2 separate regions of the Mus musculus genome follow, and region 2 is linked to region 1. The links are chromatin contacts, called in public HiChIP or PLAC-seq maps. All regions are on one chromosome and are shown on one strand. The core of a region is the stretch at or near the end of the contact, and the rest is flanking DNA. Distances in the headings are between cores, read along the strand shown. Region 1 has its middle 28 kb from the start of Six4. Region 2 holds the start of Tmem30b (transmembrane protein 30B).

Region 1 (6,364 bases), core at 2,806-5,305:
AAGAGCAGCTAGTGCTTTTAACTGCTGAACCATCTCTCCAGTCCCCTGGTTTCTTATTTTTAAAAATTAGGTTTCCATGCTTGATTAGTTCTTCTGGTGTTTATTTTGATTGTTTGCACTAAGCAACCGACAGCTCTTCCTCATGACCTATGTCACTTTTCTTTCTTTTTGTGAACTAAGGCTCTTTTTTTTTCTTTGCCCTGAATTAGAGCTGGGTGTTGTGTATGTGGGTAGACAAATGAATGACAGGACTCACTTTAAGGTGTTAGGGACAAATATGATCAAGATGAGCACATTTCCAAATACCACAGCAAAGGAAGGCAGTTCTTCCTGGTGCGCTGTTAGAGCACAGGATGCAGTGGTCCACACTTGTAAACCGACCACTTGGAAAGGTGAAGCAGAAGGGTTATTAATTCAGTCCAGACTAGACTAAATAAGAAACCCTGACTTAAATAAGCAAGAAAGGGAAAAACAGAAACAAACAACAGCAGTATCAAACCTACAATAACAAAGCCAAACTGTAGGTCAAGCAGGGGAGATGCATTCATTCCTTAGGATTCTGAATTATTAGTGGGTTCTGAATTATTAGTTTGTTTGTTCATTTGTTATTTGTTATGCTGGAAACCAAGCCAGAGCCTCAGAACGGATGATTTTACATCTCCCAGGTAAGTGATCTCCCACTGAGCTACATCCCAGTCCTAGTCGGCTTTTGTCTGATGAATAAGCCAATAACGATAAATGCCAATGATAATTATTGGCAAGTGTAATTAACCACGTTTTATGAATAAATTTGGTAAAACTATGAAGGAATCAGGGGGCAGCATGATTGGGTGACTCAGCCTCCTGTAAACATATTGATCACTGAAATTCAGCTGAAGAGTGAACATGTGATCATTCCTGTCAGTTTAATTGTGGCCCACTCTCTATCAGTTATGAGGAGAAAGGACAAGGCTTGAGGAGGGAAAGGCTCTGCCTGCTACAATCACCACAGTAAGGATGTGGTTGGCATTACTGGAGACCAACTTCCAGTCTTGGATCCACTGATAATCTCTCCTATAATGAGCATATCAGGGGCTGGAGAGTTGGTTCATTAGTATACAGCACTTGTTATCTTACAGATTATCTGGGTTCAGTTCCCAAGTGGTGATTCACAACCATCTATAACTCCAGCTCTTGGAAATCTGATGTCTTCTAACTTCTGCAGACACCAGGCCATGCACGCATGCGTGTGTGTGTGTGTGTGTGTGTGTGTGTGTGTGTGTGTTTGTGTGTGTGCGCGCGTGCGCGCCGGAAGGAGACTATGTCTGTAGAAAAGAAAATTGGGAATTCTACAAGATGTTTGGGGTTCTAGTCACTGCATTGCTTCCTCTCCCTTCTTTTGTAGAAGTTTTATCCACTTCAAAGACTTTCCTGAGTGCTGACAGGGAAGAAAGTTCTGTCAAATTGGAACCTTCAAAACAGATCAAGATTTTCAACATAGCTGGAGCACCGTTAGATTAGACGCAGATAGATTTCAACCACATCACAATGTTCATGGGATCGCTCATTTCCTTCCTTTTTACCAGAATAACTGTCATTCCCAGATGCAGGTCAGTTGTCTAGTCTTTACAAATGTTGTGGTAATCAAAATACAGGCTGATCAGCTTCTCCAGTTTCTCATCTGTGTCTCAGCTGTAATATTTAATTTTCATTTCCTCTTTTCAATTGACATCTTAACCGAGTCAGGAAGGCCTGATGGGCCATTCCAGAGGATGTTGTAACTTCCTTACTCCTACATAAGAGCTGGAATTCCATTTGGAAAGAGAAATTACATTGGGCTTGATCAATAACCTCAAAGAACTAAAAGACAAGAATTACCTGCTATCTGACTTCAATACGTACTCCATGTCTGTGATTTGTGTTCTTGTGTTAATTTAGGGCCACTAGTTTTTTGATTAGCTATTATAAAGATCTAAAATTGATTCAAATGCAAAGAGAATCAATACTTGAGCAAAATGTTTACAGGACACCAATAAGAGACTGAGTCCTCCCAGTTGAATTATTCTTTGCCTTATACATGTTTGAAGGATGGGAATATTTAAAAGAGATTTAAAATCTATTATTTTAATGCATTTACTTTTGGTTTTATTTTATTCATTTATTATGCAGCATCTCACTATGTGACCCCGGTTAGTGTGGAACTCACTTATGTCTTAAACCAGACTGGTCTCAAACTCACAGAGATCCACTTGACTGTACCTTCCCTGTGCTAGGACTAAAGGCACACTTCACCACACCTGGAAAAATATATTACTGTACATGTCTCTATAAGTTGCTTTCTATGAGCATAGACATGACTGTCACTGGGGCTGTGCTGTATTTTGTTTAGCAATACTGTATGCTTAATACTCTATTTTTCCTTATTTAGTTTTCATAACAGAGCATGAAAAAGGTGACAGATAATTAAAGGATAACCTGCCTCCCACCAAGTCCCAAGTGGAGTATTGGGCTGAAGGTTAGGTCTACAGAGGACAGACCTAAAACCCAGGAGGCTATGTGTGAACACATGCACACTGATACAGACACACACACACACACAGACAGACACAGCAGTACACACACAGGCATACAGGCACAGGGCCTTCAATATGCTAAGAAATATGGTGCTACTGAGCGGCATACATTACCAGCACAATGTTTGCTAATCCAATTTTAGTAAATCTTTAAAACAGAAAAAGTCTAAATGTAGAGGCAGGTGGATTTCTGAGTTCGAGGCCAGCCTGGTCTACAGAGTTCCAGGACAGCCAGGGCTACACAGAAAAACCCTGTCTCAAAAAACAAAAAAAAAAAGTCTAAATGTATGATGTCTTGGTTACTTTTCTATTGCTGTGAAGAGACACTATCTATAATCAAGATAATTTATAGAAGAAAGAGTTTATTGGGGCTCACCGTTCCAGAGGACTAGAGTCATGGCCATCATGGTGGGAGGCATGGCAGCAATCAGGGCAAGCATGACACTGGAGCAAAAGTTGAGAGCTTACACAGCGTTTAAACACATGAAGCAGAGGGACTCCAGGGTGGGAGAATGGGCTTGGGGGTGGGTTGGTGGGGGACACACAAGGAATGGCATGATGGGCTTTTGAAATCCCAAAGTTCACTCCCAGTGACCCACTTTCTCCAGTAAAACTACAGCTCCTCATCTTTCAAATAGTTCCAACAACTGGGGACCAAGTATTCAAATTCATGAGCCTGTGGAGACCAATCTCATTCAACTCACTGTAGATGATTTTGGGGTCTACTAATTGCTAGCTCTAACAGTGTGCCTGTTTTTACTCTCTCGTTAGGTTGGATAACTACAAATACTTATTAAATCTGATCCTACAATTTTAGTGGTAGAACTCACAAAACATTTTAGCGTGTTCAAATCTTTTGGGTTCTCTGAGAACTTAAGGGTGTGTACAATCTTGGACCACAGCATTATTCAGTACTGGGAGTTCTGGGAGAGCTCAATCAGTCGGGTGAGGTAGCTCCCCTCCTCACCTGTGTGGGTGTGTGCTGGAAGTCTCCGGAGGTCCGGAGATCTGTAAGACTAAAGGGTCTCCAGCCGAATACCCTTAAGCACAGTCAATCCTCTGCAAACAACAATCTCCTACAGGCATATTCTGCGGGCTCCTTGGTTCTCTAGAGTCTCTGGAGAAGTAGTCATAGTCATGCAAATGATTAGATCAGCAGGGGCTCCAGCAGAAAGTGCTGTTGCAGGATCTCTTGTGAGTCCCCACCCTTGCTTTGCTCCGCTGGACTTCAAAAAGATCAGGTAGCTGGAAAATGAGTAAATTTGCATAAACACTGGAAAACCAAACCAACCAAACAACAACATAAAAACCCTTTTCCTATGATTCAATATATTTCTAAAGGACCTAGACCATCTTGACTGAGGGATGAACAAACGGCCAGCAAGGACATCAACTGTCCCATGTAGAGTCACCTCCTGATGCCCCCCACCCCCCAGGTGAGAGAACGTGACCCGAGGGCATAATTGAGATTGGGTGTCACCTCTAGACTTTGTCACCTTGAGCAGACAGAGGTAAAGGAATTCTACCAGTGCCCAGGCCTGCAGTGTGCTGGATGCAACGTTCAAAGGTGTGCCTCATCCTTTCCTAGTTTAACAACTTTAAGAAGAAATAAACTGGGGACAGAGAGGTGGTTTAGTGATTAAGAGCACTGGCTCCTCTTTTAGAGAACCTGGATTCAATTCCCAGCACCCACATGGCAGGTTCACAACTGTCTGTAACTCCTTCCCTGACCGTCTTCTGTCCTCTATGGGCACGAGGCACCAGAGTGTATGTGTAAGGTACACATACATATATATATCAAAACATTCTTACACATAAGAGCCAATTTTTACAAAGACTTTTTTTTTTTAATTTAAAGCTAGGTATGGTGGCACACATTTTTAATCCCAGCATTCAGGGGCAGAAACAGGTGGATCTCTAAGTCTTTGAGCTTAGCCCAGACTACATAGCAAGTTCCAGCTCCTAAGGCTACGAAGCAAGACCTTGTCTCAGACATACGTTTTTTAAACCTTAAAGAGGAGCAATATTTTAATACGCATTCCAATAGTTCCCAAGTATGCTAATGACCCTAAGTTGCTGGGTTTGGCTTTACGCTGACATATGTTTTGAATTAAATTTTTACTTTCAGTGAAAATGCTTAATTTGAGGATATCTTAAGCAAACTAAGATTTATTTTTGAACTCAATTGGCTTTGCCAAAGATCATTCCAATTTTGGAATCACTAGTCCCCACCATTTTGTCAAAACTGTTTGTGTTTGCTCTATAGGAACCCAAGGACGCACCTTTTCCAGCCCTCGTGCCGGACAAGGTGCTTTTGTTAGAAGTGTCTAGGCTGAAAGAGTTGCCCCAGGCAGAGCATGCTCAAGTCCCGGCTTCAGTACACAGTACAGCAGAAAGACCCACCAAGACTGTCCTGTGAAACAGGCTGAGGCAGGAGGATGGAGAGCTGGAGGCCAGCGTGGGCTACGTAAGACCCCACATTAAACAAAATAAAACAAAAGGAAAGACTATATCAAGTAGTTCCGGAAACTTTGGTAGAATATTCTTGACCTTTTATTTTCCATGTTCGAATGTTGGTGTGTATTTGTGTTTGTATGTATGTAATTACACATGTGGGAGTGTGCACGCATGTGCAGAGCATGTGGAGGTCTGAGGTTGGAATCACCTTTGTCACTCTTCCATCTTAGACAGTCACTACATCTAACCCAGAGCTCACAGAGATAGCTAATTACTCTAGCCAGCTTGCTCAGGGATACCGTCTCCATCTTGCAAGGGTGGAATCACATGGCATTTCTGTGGGCTCTGGGGATCTGAACTGCAGCCCTCACCCTTGCAAAGCAAGCACTTTAAACACTAGGCCATCTCCCCACCCTTCTTGACTTTTAGGCCAGCTCTTTTCACCCTCTGACACATGCGGATGATCCCTAGGGAAGTGTTTCTGGACTGAAGAGTGCCCTAGGAGGTGGGAGATAGAGGTTCAAATCTTGGAGCTTCTACTCATCTTTGGAATGAGTCAGGAATCAGAATTCTGAATTTTAGTCTGAGTGTTCAACTATGCAATGGGAGGAGACGACAGAGACCTTGCAGAGTTTTTGGAATTTAATGAGCGACAATGTAAAAATTTCTACTACTTAAGTATTAGCATGAGATATACTCTGGTTCTTCTGATCCATCCTGACTTTGGCAAATTAGAATATAATTTACCACTAGCTTCCTTAAGACCACATCAAGAGTTTATCATAGAGTTGAAGAATCTATGTCAACAGAAACAAATTGTGCAGCAGCCTCTCTGCACAGCGTGGGATGATAAAACAAAACACCTTCAGACAACAGATGGATAGATGGGTTCCGATTCCTTGCTGCTACTGCTATAAAAAAGCTTGCCTTCCATTCTTCTTCTTCTTTTTTTTTTTTTTTTTTTTTTTTTTTTTCTGTTTTCTTGAGACAGGGTTTCTCTGTGTAGCCCTGGCTGTTCCACTCTGTAGACCAGGCTGGCCTCCAACTCAGAGATCTGCCTGTTTCTGCCTGAGTGCTGGGAATAAAGATGTGTGCCTCCACTACCTGCCTTGCCTTCCATTAACTCATGGAACAAATACTTATGGAACATCTGCTACGGACCAGGATGCATTCTAACCCTGGAGGAAATACTTATTAAACAAAGGAAGCAGTCCGTGCTCCTGACAGAGGGCTACACTCTGCAGCATTAATGACAAAGCGGGCACAAGGGGGAAGGACGTAGAACACTCAAGCAAAAGGCTATGTTGGCATGGGCCTGTTACACAAACACACAGAGGGGGGAGGAGGAAGGGAGA
Region 2 (6,364 bases), core at 2,858-5,357, 460 kb after region 1:
TGCTTTTTTGCCACATCAGCAACTGAACAACAGCTAAACAACTTAGCCAGTTCTCTGCAAAGTGAAGCTATCTCGAGAGATCTCTTTAGGCCTTTAATGAGTTCCAGTCCTATTTGGTAGGGTCCTTTAAGTGACTCTTCAGTTTGTTGGAGAGAGAATTAAGAGAAATTCTCCCCGGGGGGAAATTTTTTTTTTTAATTGCCAACTAAAATTAACCAGCTCTGTTTAATCTATAGCAAAAATGTAGGTTGCAGTGAATATCCAGTGCAAACTAAAAAAAGAATTTTATTGATAGTGACTGATGGTTTGTAACACTGAGACTCACCATCAGCTCCTTGGTGTGTCAGAAGGAGTTTTAGTTGTAGCTTACTGAGTAACACAAAGCAAAGTCTGTCCTTGGTTGTTTTAACAGTTGCCTAACTGTTGAGCCACTTCAGTTGAAGAGATACTAGAAACCTCAGCTTGGTGGTTTTTGTTTTTTGTTTTGTTTTTTTCTGTTTTTTGTTTTGTTTTGTTTTGTTTTGTTTTGTTGGAGGTGGGCTTTTCACTGAATACATGTCCTTTACTTCACAAAGTGGCTCAAAGTTGTTTTCTAGTCCAGCTGCTGAGGTCCACTCTGTCTCACTCCTAGAAGACATCCCTTCAGTTGGGAAACAGGAGGATAGGACTAACCAGAATCATGATACTGGACAAAAATGCTCCACAGCACAGGGGCCACTGAAGCAAAGGCCTGACACTGTCGTCTTAAACTTCCTGTTCATCGGGGTCTCAGATACTGACAGGTAGTTGTAATTTACAGTCTGAGTGAAATGCAGAGCGGCAGGCTGCTATGATCATATTCTTTAATAACCTTTCATACTAAAATTGAAAACACACTGTCATTTATCAAATTCAGACAATAATTGAGGATCATGTCACCCAAACACAGGATGTTGACGTAAGTTCAAATTCTGTTTTAAGAAGTTAGCAATAAAAGACGGAGTTCGTGTTGACTGGACACCATTCTGAACGGTGATGCTCTGGCTACAATATGAATGTGCTGGCAATAGGAGGCGAATGGCTGGTACTGTTTGTGCCTTTAAGATCATAGTTCAAAAGAACTAAGTAATGTGATAACAGAGAAAGTCAAACACAACCTTTATTCTCTTTCAAAAACCTTGAAAACAAGGCCTGGAACTACAATTTAATGACAGGATTTTAAGTTTCATGGTCTCACATAAAAGTTAGTAACAAAAGACTACTGTTCTACAAAATGATAGTAAAATATAGTTACCCTCAACTGTATAGGGAAAAAAAGGAAGCAAATTCCTTTACCTGACACAGGGGAGGGCTGATCAACCAAGCATTTATAATAAATAAAACATTCTAAAGTACACGCCACATTCTGCTTTTCATAGTCAAAAATCACAAAATGTGACCTGATATTAAATTTTATCACATTCAGAAGTCAGACAATCAACACGGTGGAAATGCTAAAGAATGTTTTGATATACATAAAGATGAGACAAGATTATATTAAGTCACTTTTTATCTTAGACGGGCACGCTATTCATCCAAAAATAAGTATTAACCAAGACAGAATAATAGAATGGATGGAAAGAATCACTGTAACTCAGCATTTGACCGCCATACAACATACTCCAACAACTCTGCTGCCCTTGAGGAATGAAAATTCACTGATAACCAAGAAAATGACTGCACTAGGGAGCCAGCCCAGAGGACCCTGACAAATGCCAAGGAACTTTTCTTCAGGGAACCTGGAAGACAGCATCATGGGAAATTTTATTTTTAATTTTCTTTGAAATTATTGTTCCATAAAAATAAAATAAAAATGTCCCACTTGCCTCTGAGACTAGCTTTGTATCAATTGTAGGCAATCAGATAAAATCAGCTGAGTAATTTTAGCATTGTCTTAAAGGCTAAAATAATTGGGAGTCTATTTTGCATATTAGAATATATTCCTTATCAATCTTTAACGTGATCAGTAGAAATGGGTTTCATTTGAGAGTTGAAACTGGGTTTAAGATAGTTCTTTGTGAAGATAATACAAATGAGTTAAATTATTCCCTTCAGCATGATTCAAGGTGGGGGTGGGGTGTTGAGAAAGAAGGCAAAACTCGGTCCCTCAGGGTTGCAAGGAAACTGCTTCCCACTAAGATCATTTGCAGTCGGGTTTCTCAGGTTAAAACACTTGCCCCTGAGCCATGCAGACTGCTCTTGCGTTTTCAGATTTTTACACGGCGTCTTCTTAAGTTTGCTTTTACATTTAATGACGCACTTCTGCCCTGCAGATCTGCACTTTCCTAGACCTAGCAAGTTTTCTTGCTCATTCCACAAATTGCCAGCTTCCTTCCTATGTGTTTAGGACCAAACAGGAGCACTATGATTGCCACCGTTCACGGGAACAAATTATTACAGGTAAAACTGAATTCAGGTGAGTACTTCAGGCCCAACCTGGCTCAAGATTCCAATTCAAGGGCACAAGGATTCCAGAGAAGCTTGCTCATCCTGGCCTTACTGTGTCAGAACCTGAGGGGCCTGGTGCCTCGTCATCGACTTAAATCTTAACCAATATGCTTTCCCTGCTCCTCTGTGCCTCTGCGGGCAATCAGCGGGTATCATTTGCCATCCCAACACTTCCCCGCCCCATCTGATATCTCCCTCCCAGAAAGCGGAGGGAGGTGTGCCTAGAGGAAGGAACAAAAGTTTAGGCTCAAAATCGGGATCCTGGCTGTTGGTCTTAATGAGTTCCAATCCAGGAATCTTAAGGACCTGGCGTGTCAAGTCGGTAAGCCATGGAGAAGATGGGGAAAATGGCAAGATGTGTCACTCTGCAGTCCAGAACCTGAGAACAGTCCCGTGGCGGGTAATTCCCTTCACCAGGCCCATCTTCCACAACAGATCTGTGGGCCTGAAGTTGTGTTAGGAACAAAGGCCACCGCTAAAAGCGGCTTGGCCAAGAAGCAGGCAGGGTTTCTTGGGAAGCAGGATCACTCATCATCGTTGTCGTCGTCGTCCTGGTCCTGGTAGCGAATGTAGACGACCAGCATGACAAAGCCCATGACGATGCAGAGGGAGCCAACGACCAGGTAGGCGATGCCCAGGAAAGGGTTCTTGCCACCCATCCAAGAGATGTTGCTAAGAATGATGAGCTTGTGGCCGCCGAAGGCGCGCACCGGGTAGTTGTAGGTGATGTTGACACGGTAGGTGCCCCGGGGCAGACCGGCGGAGTAGTTGCCCTGGCGGATGCGCGCATAGAGCTTGCGGAACGTGGGCAGCGCCGCGGTGCGCATCCACACCACGAAGTCCTGGTTGATGAAGCCGGTGTTGTTGGGATCCGGGCTGAGCTCATAAACCGGCCGGTGCCAGTTGGGCGGCGGCGCCGTGCCGCGGAAGGCCAGCGCCAGGCTGCCGTTCACCAGCGGCGGGTTGCGGAACTTGACGTGGTAGTCGGTCCACCAGGCGATGGCGGTGCGATCGAGCGGCACCTCGACGAAGGGGTCCGAGGGCTGGCGCTGGTGCCAGAGCGAGAAGGAGTCGTTGAAGAGGCTGTTGGCGATGGCGCCGCACGGTGCGATAGGCAGACCGTCGGAGCGGAACTGGTAGGGGGCGCACTCGTTGGCCGGGTGGCGCAGCGCGCTGGCCAGGCCGCTGAGCTGCGCGTCGTCGCGGGACACGCCGTAGCGCCGGTTGTTCTGGTAGAAGTTGGACAGCTCGTAGTAGAGGTACACGGGGCCCGGGAAGAGCTCGGGCAGCGTAAAGCTCCAGGAGCAAGCGCAGCCGGGCGGCGGAGCGCGGCCCTGGCCCTTGGCGGCGCACACCGAGCAATCGCCGGTGCCGGGGTTGCCGGTGTAGTCGTACTCCAGCTCCTTGATGCCGTTGGAGGAGTAGAAGAGGCCCAGGCCCAGGCCGATGAACGCCAGGCCGGCGCAGAAGAAGAGCGGCAGCGCGATGCCCGCCGACAGCAGCGGCTGCCAGGCGGGGAGGCGCTGCTGAGTGAAGGCGGTGTTGTCGGGCTGGTGCGCGCCCCGCGCCGTGGCGCTCCAGGTCATGGCGGGGATCTCAGCCGGGGCCTGCGGCCGCCGACTCTCAACCCAGGATCAGCGGCGAGCCTCCCGCCTCCGCTCGCCTGCTCAGCTCGACGGCTGCTCCCCGGCCCCGCCCCCAGCCCGCCCGCCCGCGCAGGTGCGCCAGCCCCGCCCCCCACGCAGGTGAGGCCGATTGCGGGGCGCGCTGCCTCTGCCCCGGGACTGCTCAGTTCCGCCACCGCCCAGGTGACCTGGGACTGGCTCCGCCCCTGCATGGCGCCCTTCCCAGGTGAGCAGGGCGAGGCTCCTCACCACACCAGGCTCTGGCCCTTCGATCCTCCCTGTCTGACTCCTCCTCCTCTCTATTCCTCCTTCTCTCCCTCCTCCCACTTCTCCTCCCCTCCTCCTCCCAGCTCTCCCGCTCCTCCGTGGGCAAGTGATGGGCTCAGAGTGGGTCATCTCTTTGGTCAGGTTCCTGTCTCCTTCCACAGGGCCCGAGCAACTTTCCCCAGATCACAAGCCTGACTTAAACAAGAAAGTTCCACCCCAGAGCTTGCTCCAGGGTGGGGTTCTGTTGGCTTGATTATTTATTACCTCGTTAAGGCTGTTAATCCTCGTTATTTAAGGAAAAGGGTGAGTCTTAAGTAGGGTTTCACTTAGTTTTCAAGCACAAAATACAGTGCCCTGGGAGTTACATTGTGGTAGCTGTATCAATTTCAACGTGGAGTTCTTATTCTCCCCTTTTTATGTAAGGGGGGGATTAGTTCCTAGCCAAATGCTCCAGTCTGGTTTAATAACTACAAAAGGTGAAAAGTTCTGTAAAAATAAAATGATTTATTAAGAATCAATGACTGGGAGAGTTTGCAGCCTTTGAATGTCTTCTCTAGCTGGTGGGAGGAACCACCAATGAGAAAAAAAAATGCTGTGGCCTGAATGTGATGTTCTTTTCAGATCTTCTTGATTAGAGAAAGGCCCGACCCAAGGCCCTGGAGGGCCTCGCTGATATCCACAGCCAAGGACATTTGCGTGTTTGGTCCTAGTTGAACTAGAAGGATGTATAGGCTGTATGAAAACTCCAACCAGCCTGGGCCTTGGGGCTGGTTTGTTTGTTGTTTTTGTTTGTCTCGGGGTTGGTTAGAATACACAAGGGCACAGGGGGCTATGCATGGAATCTTCCTTAGGTACAGAAGTACACTCCTGCAGCTCATACAGTGTGAATAGCTTAAGTGCTTTCTCTGTTATTCGTGCATACCCGTTTATCCAAATCCAAAGAGACTTGGAAAACTAAGAGCTGTTGGAAATATTTTTAATGTTGTCTTCCAAGTCTTCAGCCCTGTGCCGAACAATGTAGAAGAAATGGCAATTAGGCCAAACTGGAATCTTAGTAGTCTAATAAGGCACTCTCCGGCTGTTATTTGTTTGTTTGTTTGTACTAGAGTTATCTGAGAAGAAGGAACCACATGGAGAAGATGTGGGCAAGCCGGAGGGGTGTTGTTCTGTTTGATGATTGATGTGGGCGGGGCCCCCGGTGGGCGGAGCCCCCACTGGGCGGGGAGGTCATGGAGAAGGGATGAGGGCATGCTGAGCAAGCCAGTGTTCCTCCATGACTTCTGCTTCAGTTCCCGCCTCCGGGTTCCTTCCCTGAGTTCTTTGATGATGGACTGCGGTGTGGAAGTGTAGTCTGAAATAAGCCCTTCCTTCTCAAGTTGCTTTCTGTCCTGGTATTTTATCACAGGAATAGAAACCTGAGGCAGGCACGTAGTACATAGGAATAAGAACAGAATAGCCAGTAGCTGGCATGTGGTCACATCACATGTGGATGAGAGTGACGTTAGGTTGATTTTGTTCCATTGACTGACTATGGCTTGGAAGTGCTAACTTAGAGAATGCTACAGCTGTCCTCACTTCTACCTTTATTCCTCTACCCCACAAAAGCGAATCCCAAAGGGTCAAAAAGTTTCCCTAACACTTTTAATCTTTTAATAAAAGAATAGACAGATCTCTTTACCCTTCTGGAGACTTCCACCCACCCCATGTCATTGATTCACCCTTCTGTGTGATCCTGGCTGCAGGAAGGAGTCCAGTTCTCACGACTTTATCTAATGGATCTTAAGTCTACAGTCACACGGCCACCACACCCTGCAAGCTCACACGGGGAACTCAGAGCTTTCCCGGATGGTGTAAAGGCAGCAGCACACTCGTTCACGGATAGGGAAGCCAGAGCAGAAAGAGGTGGAGGTTTCAGAGCATAAAACGGTCAGTAGGATTAAACACAACAGAAAGGTCAAGCCGGATGTGTTAGGTCTCCAGCCCAGGACAAGGCAGACAGGTGCCCA

The links. HiChIP or PLAC-seq counts read pairs in DNA pulled down with a chosen protein or histone mark.
Region 2: a contact with region 1 is called in an H3K27ac HiChIP or PLAC-seq map of embryonic stem cells, with 12 read pairs. The contact joins the promoter of Tmem30b here to the enhancer-like site in region 1. A contact is called at or near these places in 3 of 39 promoter capture datasets (cranial neural crest, hippocampal neurons and liver), 1 of 15 datasets of contacts at CTCF or cohesin (the NIH/3T3 cell line) and 10 of 115 datasets of contacts at active chromatin or transcription factors (the NIH/3T3 cell line, craniofacial prominence, embryonic basal ganglia and 3 more).

The regions. Positions count from the first base shown.
Region 1 is chr12:73,082,391-73,088,754 of GRCm38.p6, forward strand. No RefSeq gene overlaps it. Among named protein-coding and RNA genes, the nearest start is that of Six4, 28 kb to the right of the region's middle. Within about 2 kb of position 4,056, at least 13 of the 459 cell types and tissues checked have an H3K27ac peak or open chromatin away from gene starts, as enhancers often do. A contact at or near this core is called in embryonic stem cells, where this site is marked.
Region 2 is chr12:73,542,288-73,548,651 of GRCm38.p6, forward strand. Tmem30b (transmembrane protein 30B) reads right to left here and starts at 4,108. Exons shown (of 1, transcript NM_178715.3): 1 at 827-4,108. The coding sequence starts at 4,052. The coding sequence ends at 2,991. 2210039B01Rik (RIKEN cDNA 2210039B01 gene) reads left to right here and starts at 6,196. Exons shown (of 4, transcript NR_044985.1): 1 at 6,196-6,284.